Regions from separate parts of the Mus musculus genome. Here all the other regions are linked to region 1. A link is a contact called in public Hi-C data. All regions are on one chromosome and are shown on one strand. The core of a region is the stretch at or near the end of the contact, and the rest is flanking DNA. Distances in the headings are between cores, read along the strand shown. Region 1 has its middle 100 kb from the start of Gm24502. Region 2 has its middle 150 kb from the start of Gm32727. Region 3 overlaps Pdgfra (platelet derived growth factor receptor, alpha polypeptide).

Region 1 (3,343 bases), core at 439-2,938:
CAGACCCACAAAGTAGAACCAGAGAATCGATTTGTGCAAATTATTCTCTGACCTCCACATGCCATGTCTTGATGCATGAATGCCCCCAAATCACAAAATAAACACGTAAAAATAAATCAATAAGGTAATAGTAAAGATACATAAATGCTTGCCTCTCTGATCTGAACATTACACATTGTATGCCTATAGTGAACTGGCATAGTATACACTATAAAGATTTGCAATTTAAAAAATAAGTAAATAACTGCACAGTGCTGGAGCACGCCTTTAGTCCCAGCACTCAGGAGGCAGAGGTAGACAGATCTCTGCGAGCTCAAGGTTAGCCTGGTCTACAGAGTGAGTTCTCAGGACAGCCTAGGCTAAATAGAAAAACCCTGTCTCCCAAAGCCAAAACCAAATACCATAAATAAATACATAAAATAATACATAAATAAAAGTACCTCCCTTTAAAGTTGCATTGTTTATGGGTTTTTTGTCCAGTGCTCATCCTGAAATGGTCCTGTGTTCAAAAGCATCAAGGTCACACTTGCGAGGTCCAAGTTCGCCAGGCATCGGCAGGAGAATGGCTTTGTGCTGAGGTCAGTTGGCAAGAACTGTGTGGGTATTATTAAAGTAAACAGCGCTTGGGGACAAGTGTCTTTTTCTAGAGTCTGTATCCTTGAAAATGTTTGGATGGACTTCGTTAATCCTGACAAGGAGTCCTCAGAAAGCCAAACAGGAACCAAATCCCAGACCCTAGTATAAAATAAACACCACCCTTCACAAAGGCCCCCTTTTGTCTCAGGTCTCCTCCTGAAACCAGAGCTGGCAACTCTCAGCTGAGAGAAGGCCCTGTTCCAGAAGTACACACAGCTTCTCCCAGACAAGTCCTTGGTCATTTTAACCCCTTCTCTTTTCCAGGGGCACTCTCCTGTCCTCACCTGGACCCAGCTGGGCAATAGCATCAACTGGAACCCCCTGGGCAGGCACTAAATTCAAATCAGTAAGTCACACAAATACTTTTATGGCCCAAGGAAGACCAACCTGAAGCAAGGCTGTGTCCAAGCCTCCTAGGGAAGAGGCAGAGGTTATTTGCTCATTGTTATAGGATCTGTTTTTCTTTACATTGTAAACTTGTTTTGATGTGATTCAAGCATTGAGTGCTTCTCAGATAAGCTGGGGCCTTTAAACCTGGAATCACACAAGCCATCATGGCCCCTCCTGGTGTTGAAAAGAAAAGAACCTGATGCAGGGGTGTGCACTGGCTTGCCCCTGTCCTTCCTGCCTGCTGACTCACGGTATTTGCATAGTTGGGATTCTCAGGAAACACTCAGGTCCACCTGTATATCTATGCAAAGCATTTTCCCCTGAAGTTGGCAGAAAGAAGAAAAGGCTTCACAGGAGACTCATGCCACCCCGGCTCCTGGCTGTCAATCTCCCGATAGGATCTCACTTCAGGCACACAGAAACTGTTCTGTGGCACCTGCATGTACCCCTTGCAGAGGTGTGGAAACAGGAATTGATGAAATGCTGACCGCAGTCATTCAGCCCAGAGGTGAGGGAACCAGGATGCTAACTCACATGCTAGCTGCAGAGCCTGGCCCTTAGCAACTCAGCGGCCATGCTGAGAGATCCTAGGCCAGGCTCCCCTACCTTCCCAGTATGTTCAGAAGATTGCAGTGGGGACTCCCTTCGATTCGCTCAAGATCCCATGACTCTAACGTGCCAGGCTAATGTGTTGTCTTGAGATAATCTAGGCACACAGGACCTGACTCCACTCCAACCCATCAGCAACCGCATCTCAGAACAGCCGCCTTCTTATCTCTCAGCTCAGTCAGGGAAAGGCTGTCACTGCTCTGGGACGTGGGGGTGGGAGGCAGCCCCAAGTTCTAAGCTCAAAAGCAGAAGATGAAAACCATCTACTAGAGAGACTCTTCAGTTGGGGGGAGGATCCCATTGCTTTCCTATCCTCTCATAACCTGATGTAGTAGTCATCTCGCTTTAAGGAATTCAATCCATAGAAATAATTAGAGCTATGAGCAAAGAGTCCTCCCCCAGGAAGAAGGATTCTCCAAGCTTCTCCCCTTCCTCACTTCTACCCCTTTTCCTTTAATGCTGTGGACAGTCTTGCTCTGGCATATATCATGTATCTTTTCTCATGCATGGGTTCTCAGAAAATGCTTATTTTATACATGTATACATTTAAATTCACTTTATGTACTGCACATAAGATTTACTGTACTTCATGCTTCATCGCCTGCCACTACGTTTTTAAGGTGCAGGCCTGCCTGAGGTTAAATCTAGCCGTGTAGCCCATCTACCTGTACATATATCAACTTCACATAACAAAATTTGCCTTTCTGTCTCTCCCGTGACGTGCACACAGGTTTGTTTCTGGTCAGCTTATATATACTGCGATAAACATTCTCACCCCTGATCTTCATGACCCTGGGTAACAAAGTCCTGCTGATTTCTACCAGGGGGAGCAGAGCAGTGATCTGTAAATTCTTGGGAATTTAACTTGATTTTATCAAGCTGGACCAGTCAAAAGTCCCACCAGTAGTGGACCGGGCTCCTATTGCCACATCTCAGCACTTGACATTAACTGTCCTCTCTTTCTGTAATAGCGGCATCTTCTCTGCTGAGTTGGTCTGTCTTCAGTGTCTTCAGCAGCTTTATCTCTGCCTCTTAGGCTCGGGGGTTTCTTTTTCCGTTAACTGCCTGTTGCTGTTCTCTCGTCTGTTTCCCCAAAGCTTTGCTGATTTTTGTCTTATTTTTTTTTCCTTTTAAAAATCTTGTTTTGCAGGAGTTTCTTGAATATTCTAGAATTTAGAAATTAGTCCTTGATGACTTTCAGACATTGCCAGTATCTTTTTTTTCCTTTTAATTCTGTTTGAACCTTATTATCCTATCTTTTGTTTGAGAAGTCCTTAAAGTTGATATAATCAAGTGTGTCAAGCTTTAATCTCACAGCGTATTCATTTATGCACACACAGTCCATCCACGGTGCACACACAGTCCATCCACGGTGCACACACAGTCCATTCACGGTGCACACAGAGCCCATCCACGGTGCACACAGAGCCCATCCACGGTGCACACACAGTCCATCCACGGTGCACACACAGTCCATCCACGGTGCACACACAGTCCATCCACGGTGCACACACCGTCCATCCACGGTGCACACAGAGCCCATCCACGGTGCACACACAGTCCATTCACGGTGCACACAGAGCCCATCCACAGTGCACACACAGTCCATCCACAGTGCACACACAGTCCATCCACGGTGCACACACAGTCCATCCACGGTGCACACACCGTCCATCCACGGTGCACACAGAGCCCATCCACGGTGCAC
Region 2 (3,343 bases), core at 253-2,752, 370 kb after region 1:
TGCTTCGTCCGAATCTCCTTCCCAAGACCCAAGAGCTGCCGGGGAATCTCAAGGCTCAGTCCTTAGACAGACAGCCTCTTGTGTGTATGCATCCCTTTTTCTTTTCCCTTCTCTACGTCAATTTTAAAGTGATTTAATTACTTGTAATTTTATATATACAAGTGCTTGCCTGCATGTATGTCTGTGCACTACAGGTATGCTGGATTCCTATAGAGCTCAGAAGAGGGTGTTGGATCCGCTGGAACTGAAGTACAGAGAGTTGTGAGCTGCCATGTGGGTTCTGGGAACGGAACCTGGGTCCTCTGCTAAAGCAGCAAGTGTTGTTCACTGCTAAGCTACTTCTCCAGCCTGACAGATTTTCCAAATGATATTGGGGATAGCAGAGCATTGGATGCAAATACCTACCCTACACTTAATTACAGCCATGCTCAAAAAGTTCCAGGAAAGAAGATTTGGGGTTTGGTTTGGTTTGGTTTGGTTTGGTTTGGTTTGGTTTGGTTTGGTTTGGTTTGGTTTTGAGACAGGGTCTCAGCTTTGGCTGGCCTTTAATTTACCATGTAGACCAGGCTAGCCTTGAACTCAAAGAAATCAGGCTGCCTCTGCCTCCTGACTGCTGGTATTAAAGATATGTGTTCTCTATAACAGTTTTAAAATATGATATTTAACTTAGTTGCCATGCCTCCCAGTGAGAGGCAGGAGACCTCCCTTTCTGGCCTTCATGACCTCTTTCACGAACAGGTTCTGGCAGCTTCTGTGGCCTGTCATGTGGAACACTTGCCCCTGGGACATGGCTACCATGGGTAAGGCAGTCTTAGCCTGGGGAGCATCCTACATAGATAGGATGGAGGTCCCCAGCTAATAGTTCCACACAGAGCTTCCAGTTTATAGCCAACATGTACGTTCCAAGGCTATCCCAGCTAATGTCCCATGGAATAGAGACAAGTTGCCCCCACCAAGCTATGCCCATCTTGTAGACTTATGAACAGGGTGAAGCTAAGCCGCCAACCTTTGACACAGACTGCCACACAGGCAGAGAGCCCCACCATTGCAATACCCCCAGTCACTCCCTGTTTGCCACTTGGCTGTCTTTGCTGCTCCCTCAACACTCATAAATGTTCTTGTCTGGGAGCCTTGGCACTTGCTCTCGACTTTTGTGTCCAACATACACACCATTGTTTCTCTCTCATTCTCCCTCTCCTTGTACCCCCCCTTCTATCTCCTCCTCTATCTTCCCCTTCCTCTTCCCTTCTACCTTCCCCTCCCCCTCTCTTCCCCTCCTCTCTCTTTCCCCTCCTCCCTACCCCCTGCTTTTGAGTCATTAATCACTCTTATCTTTTCAGGAAGGACTTCCCTCCTAAACTGGCAAACCACAGGTGCTCTCAGCCCCTCCCCCCTTTCACTGGTTTTCTCCAGAGAAGCCGTCAGTGTCTGACACACTGCATGGTTTACTTATTTGGAGAGACCTCAAGTGACAGGAACCATCTGTTTCATCCCCTGCTGAATCTCTGTGTTGAGGACGTGGTCCCTCCTTGACTGATAGACACAGGCTCGCTGCAGATGCAGAGACAGCCTTACTAGTTTGTCCCCTGCCTCCTCCCCATCTCCTCTCCAGGGGGCTGACATCAGGCCTCATGCTTTCTACCTGCCTCCTGGGCTGGAAGTCAGATGCCATCAGGTATTCTCCACACTGACCATGTTCTCCTTGTGCTGGAGACAAGTTCTTTAAATCATATCTTGTGCTCATCTCCACCAGGAGTGATTGTGAAACTTAAGGCTCACACTACCAAGCTTCAGTGTGTGTGTGCGTGTGTGTGTGTGTGTGTGTGTGTGTCTATGTAAGTATCTGAGTGTCTGTGTGTCGTGTGAATGTGAGTGTGTGTGTGTGTGTGTATGTCTGTGTGAGTATGTATGTATGTATGTATGTGTGTGTCTGTGTGTCTGTATGTGTGTGTATGTGTGTATGTATGTGTCTCTGTGTGTGTCTGTGTATGTCTCTATGTATCTCTGTGTGTCTTGTGTGTATTTGTCTCTCTGTGTGTCTGTGTGTGTTTATTTGTGTGTATATGTGTGTAAGTGTATATATGTGTGTTTCTGTGTGTATATGTGTGTGTTTGCCTGTCTGTCTGAGTGTGTATGTGTGTATATCTGTTGTTTTGAGTGTGTGTGTCTGTGTGTATATGTATGTGTCTGTGTGTCTGTGAGTGTGTTGTGCATGTGTCTATGTGTGTGTATATGTGTGTGTTTTTGTATGTGTGTGTCTGTGTGTCTATGTGTATGTGTAGGTATGTGTTTATTTTTGTGTGTATGTCTGTGTGTGTATGTCTGTGTGTATGTGTGTGTATGTGTCTATGTGTGTGTATATATGTGTGTGTGTTTGTGTGTATGTCTGTGTGTGTGTGTATTGTGTATATGTATGTGTATGTCTGTGTGTGTGTGTGTGTGTGTGTGTGTTGAGGATGGGGGCATTATTCACCTGTGTGGTTATATATGGAGACCAGAGGTTGATGTTGAGATATTTCCTCAGTTTCTTGTTCACTTTATGTTCTTAGGCTAGGGTCTCACACTGAATCTAGAGATCACCATTTACAACCCTAGCAGCCCACGAGTCCCCAGAGCCTCCCGGTTACCCCCTTTCCTTGGATTGTAGATGTGTACAGCCATGCCCAGTGTTTACACAGCCTTGAGGATCTGAACCCATTCCTTACACTTGCTCAGCAACCACTTCACCGCTGAGTCATCTCCCCAGCAAGCGCCATTTTTACTAGCAAAAAATAAGAACGTAAATAACGACTGGGCTTGACTTAAATAAAGGAAGCCTTGACTACTGTGTAAAAACAACACCCAAATCCGGACACTTTAAATGTCAATCATTTACTGTGTCCCTGGCTCTGATATGAATGGGGTTGGGGGAGGGGGCCTCAGTGGGGACAGCTTTAGCATCCCATGGTGTCAGCTCCAGCAAATCAATCCAGAGCTGGCATGGGTGCTTGCAAATTTGTGCTTTTAGCATTTAAAGGATCCTCTCCATCTCACCAAACTCTGGCTTTCAAGTGTTAGCAGGCTTTATTCTCAAAACATTTCTGATTGGAAGCTATGAGAACCCATCACTTTCCTCAGGTTGCATAGCCAAGGAAGCAAAGGGTGCCTATAACCCATTGGCAGAGATGCCGCCCCCTTAAGGTGGTCATTTATGACAACTGAAAACTGAATTAATGCAATTATTCATGTGATTTTAAAAACCACATTTTTATTAATTCTTGGAGGACTTCATGCAATGTGCATTGACCACATTTGCCCCCATTATTCTCCTAAGTGCTCTCAGATTCCCCCCTTATCCTCCCAC
Region 3 (3,343 bases), core at 611-3,110, 260 kb before region 1:
GGCTTCCAGATACCCCTGTTCATGTTTTGTTTTAAAAAGTGTAAATGGAGATCTTTATATTTCAATAAATGATTTATTATATATGACTTAACGTTATGAAGGTCTACCACTTCTTTCGCTTTGTTTTTTAGTTTGGTCAGAATTCCACCCAACCCTCTCTCTAATGTTCATCCTGTTGTTAGTTTGAGGCAGGATCTTGTTGTATAGCTCTGGTTGGCATTGGGCTTTCTGATTCTCCTGCTTCAGCCTCCAAAGTACTGGTATCATAGACATCTAGCACAATGGCCATCTTTTCCTCCTCCTCCCCCTCCTCCCCCTCCTCCCCCTCCTCGTCGTCCTCCTCCTCCTCCTCTCCTTCTTTTCTGAATAGACTCACTAGTTAGTAAAGCAGTTTTCGGCTTACAGGACATTTGAGTGGAAACTGGAGATCTCCCATATCCCAGTTGGCATCACACACGAGTAGCTTCCCCGTCTCTATGGTAACCTATCAGCATGTACACTGATGAGCCTGCATCCCTGCGCCATCACCTGTGCTGTGCTTGAGCATCCTCTGTTACGTGCAGGCAGGTTTATGTGCTTCACATTCGACAGCCTCCTGGTATCTCATCAGATAAATTAGTGCAATTAATTAATGCAGATTATTCTCTTAATAATTGGAAAATAGGCCCCCTGTTTCAGAATAACTCCCAATTTCAGATAGCCAAATGACCTCAGAGTGAGACCGCCTACAGATCCAGGCCTGTATCCTTCAGCACAAGGCTGTTCATTGAGTATTGGCTCCACCTTGGTTCAGCCCAGGAAGGAGCTGGATTCCTGGGAATAATAACATGTCTGTCTGAACAGCAGCTACACAGTTCCGTCCTCTAACAGACAGTCCTGTCTAATTTATCTGCTCTAGTGTTTTCGTTTTTTTTTTTAATTAGGGGATTAAAAACTTCTAAAATGTACCATTTACACTTCTTTTGAGTCTTGCAATAAGCTTTTAAATATTCCTACCAAGGCAGGGAAGACATCTCATAGGTGTAGAAACGAAGGACCCCAAGACTAATGTAACGATAGCACTAGGATTAGCAATTCCAAATATATGAATTCCACTATTATTTGCATGATGAGCCAGAAAGAAAGCAAGAGATACTGAGAATATCAGCATGCAGAAGTAGCTTGCCTGGATCCTTTGATTTTTCAAAGACAAGTGATGGACAAGTTCAGCCTGGAGAAACTACTCTATGTGTTTGTAATCAGAGCCTTTCTTTTTCAGGCTGAAATACACCAGGTCTAATAATGGCCATTGTGATTTTAATAGTGGCGTGCTTCATGAAAAGCAACTCAGGAAAATGGCCTACCCTATGAGAATCCATCATAAGCCTGGCAATTTCCCTCAGGATAACAGCAACAGAAATGTTTCATTATCTTCAACTCCAAATACACATAAAGGCTAAATCCAACAGCATATAATGGTAGCAGTGTTTATAATAGAGACAATTGTTTCATCTCATAGGAAAATGTGTGTGAAAGTATATGTGTGTTCTTAATTAGCTGTCTATAGCATCCTGTCCCACCTGGAGACATGAGTAGCACCCACGTCCTAAAGTATAATGGCGATAACTTCCCAACTAAGTTCATATGCCAGTAATGGTCCATCATTCATACAAAGAGGAGGGAGACGTTGAGGACAGATGAGGGGAACATATTTGCTTCCCCTGCCCCAATTCTGGTTTATAGGCTAATTGGAATTTTTAAAAGCTTTGCCACATTAGCCCGGCAGATGGCATTTTGCTTCATCATTGTTCATGGGTATTAATGACTTCCCCCTGGAGCTTGTGCATCCTGTCTGTTTTGAATTTCATCACATTTCACACGAACTGCTCCAAACAGAATCAGAACCAGGCTTTTCTCTGCAGAGACTGGGCTGGAGATTGGTTTGGTCTATGTAAGTTGGAAGCCTGATCAGGATGAAGCTGAAATAAAAGGAGGCTTTTGTGGGCCTGGGCTTGGCTCTTCTGTCGTCTCACGCATGTTTTGTTTAGCTGGCTCTCCCAACGGGCTCCCGGTTGAATCAGGTGTATACAGAGCCACTTCCAGAGTGAATGCATCCTCATGAGTCTGGGATGATCACACCTCTTTTCTTCCTCCCTCAAAAGGCTGTGTTTGGTTTTCCCATGAGAGCACGGTGCTAGGCCAGCCACAGGAAGCCATTTTTAAAATTAATTCTCTCCAAGAATATTTATTATAGAACAGACTCCTCTTTGTGTAGTTGATCTCTAAAATGTGTAGGCCTAAATGAGGAAGCTTGCAGACTTTTTTCCAACCAGCTCATGATCCAAGGGGACCATTACATCACATAGAACAGCAGGATAGAACATCGCGGTTGGAGACCACACGCCTTGCTTGGAGTAATGAGAAGTGTAAGGTAGTGTAAGAACCCAGAGTGCTGCTCGCTGAGTGCTGTTCACTGAGTGCTGCTCGCTGAGTGCTGCTCGCTGAGTGCTGCTCGCTGAGTGCTGCTAGCTGAGTGCTGTTCACTGAGTGCACCCGATGAAGCTGAAGCTTTTCCGCATGTGGGGAATACACATAGGCAAGGGGCCGAGGGCTGGGAGCTGGCAGCTTTGTCTATTTCAGATGCTATCTTTGTTCTAGTTCCGGACAGTTCCAAGGCATCTGCATATCTCTTTCCACACTTATCCCTCCAGGTTTCAACTGTACTGAGCAGGGCATTGGTTTAGGCCCTGGGATTCAGCAATTATTACAGACGATAAAACCGCTGCATTGTGTCTATAGTGCCTCCCCCACAGCACAGGACAGCACTGTTAGAGTTACAAAGGCAGTGTCTCTCTCTGGGGGCAGAGGCTGTCAGGCTTGCTTGCAGCTTATTGTAGAGTCTAGAATTTCTCTTGTAAAAAAGGGATTTTTACGCTAGTGTGTGTGTGGTATGGTGTGTTTGGTGTGTGTGTGTGGTATGGTGTGTGTGTGTGTGTGTGTTGTGGTGTGTGTACATGTGTAGGTATGTGTAAGTGAGTATACTATGTACCTGCAGAGGTCAGAAGTCTTGGATCCACTGATGCTGAGGTTAGAGGCCATTGTGAGCTGCTGAGTGTGACTGGAGCTGAAGTCAAAGGTCATTTTGAGCCACTCAATTGAGTGTGGATGGAAATTGAACTTGGGTCCTCTGCAAGAGCAGAATACACTCTTAACTAATGAGCCATCTCTTTTGCCAAGACCTGTGTGTTACTGAGGATTCTCTAGAGTCACAGAACTTATGGAATGTCTCTCTCTATAAAAGGAATTTCTTGTAATGACTTACAATCTTTAGTCCAACTAACACAACAATGGGCAGCTGTGAATG

Evidence for each region. Hi-C and Micro-C count contacts between places; a contact is called where the count stands out from the background.
Region 2: a contact with region 1 is called in a Hi-C map of the G1E-ER4 cell line, with 2.2 times the contacts expected there. The contact joins two enhancer-like sites. A contact is called at or near these places in 5 of 484 Hi-C or Micro-C datasets (the G1E-ER4 cell line, the HL-1 cell line, the HPC-7 cell line and 2 more), 6 of 115 datasets of contacts at active chromatin or transcription factors (acute myeloid leukemia, bone marrow-derived macrophages, embryonic stem cells and 2 more) and 1 of 9 other capture datasets (embryonic stem cells).
Region 3: a Hi-C map of the HPC-7 cell line shows a contact between it and region 1, with 3 times the contacts expected there. The contact joins two enhancer-like sites. A contact is called at or near these places in 5 of 484 Hi-C or Micro-C datasets (the G1E-ER4 cell line, the HPC-7 cell line, embryonic stem cells and 1 more) and 1 of 9 other capture datasets (embryonic stem cells).

Annotation. Positions count from the first base shown.
Region 1 is chr5:75,458,908-75,462,250 of GRCm38.p6, forward strand. No RefSeq gene overlaps it. Among named protein-coding and RNA genes, the nearest start is that of Gm24502, 100 kb to the right of the region's middle. Within about 2 kb of position 1,689, at least 33 of the 459 cell types and tissues checked have an H3K27ac peak or open chromatin away from gene starts, as enhancers often do. A contact at or near this core is called in the G1E-ER4 cell line and the HPC-7 cell line, where this site is marked.
Region 2 is chr5:75,829,014-75,832,356 of GRCm38.p6, forward strand. No RefSeq gene overlaps it. Among named protein-coding and RNA genes, the nearest start is that of Gm32727, 150 kb to the right of the region's middle. Within about 2 kb of position 1,503, at least 59 of the 459 cell types and tissues checked have an H3K27ac peak or open chromatin away from gene starts, as enhancers often do. A contact at or near this core is called in the G1E-ER4 cell line and the HPC-7 cell line, where this site is marked.
Region 3 is chr5:75,198,116-75,201,458 of GRCm38.p6, forward strand. Pdgfra (platelet derived growth factor receptor, alpha polypeptide) reads left to right here. Exons shown (of 23, transcript NM_011058.3): 23 at 1-91. Among named protein-coding and RNA genes, the nearest start is that of Mir7025, 23 kb to the left of the region's middle. Within about 2 kb of position 1,861, at least 9 of the 459 cell types and tissues checked have an H3K27ac peak or open chromatin away from gene starts, as enhancers often do. A contact at or near this core is called in the HPC-7 cell line, where this site is marked.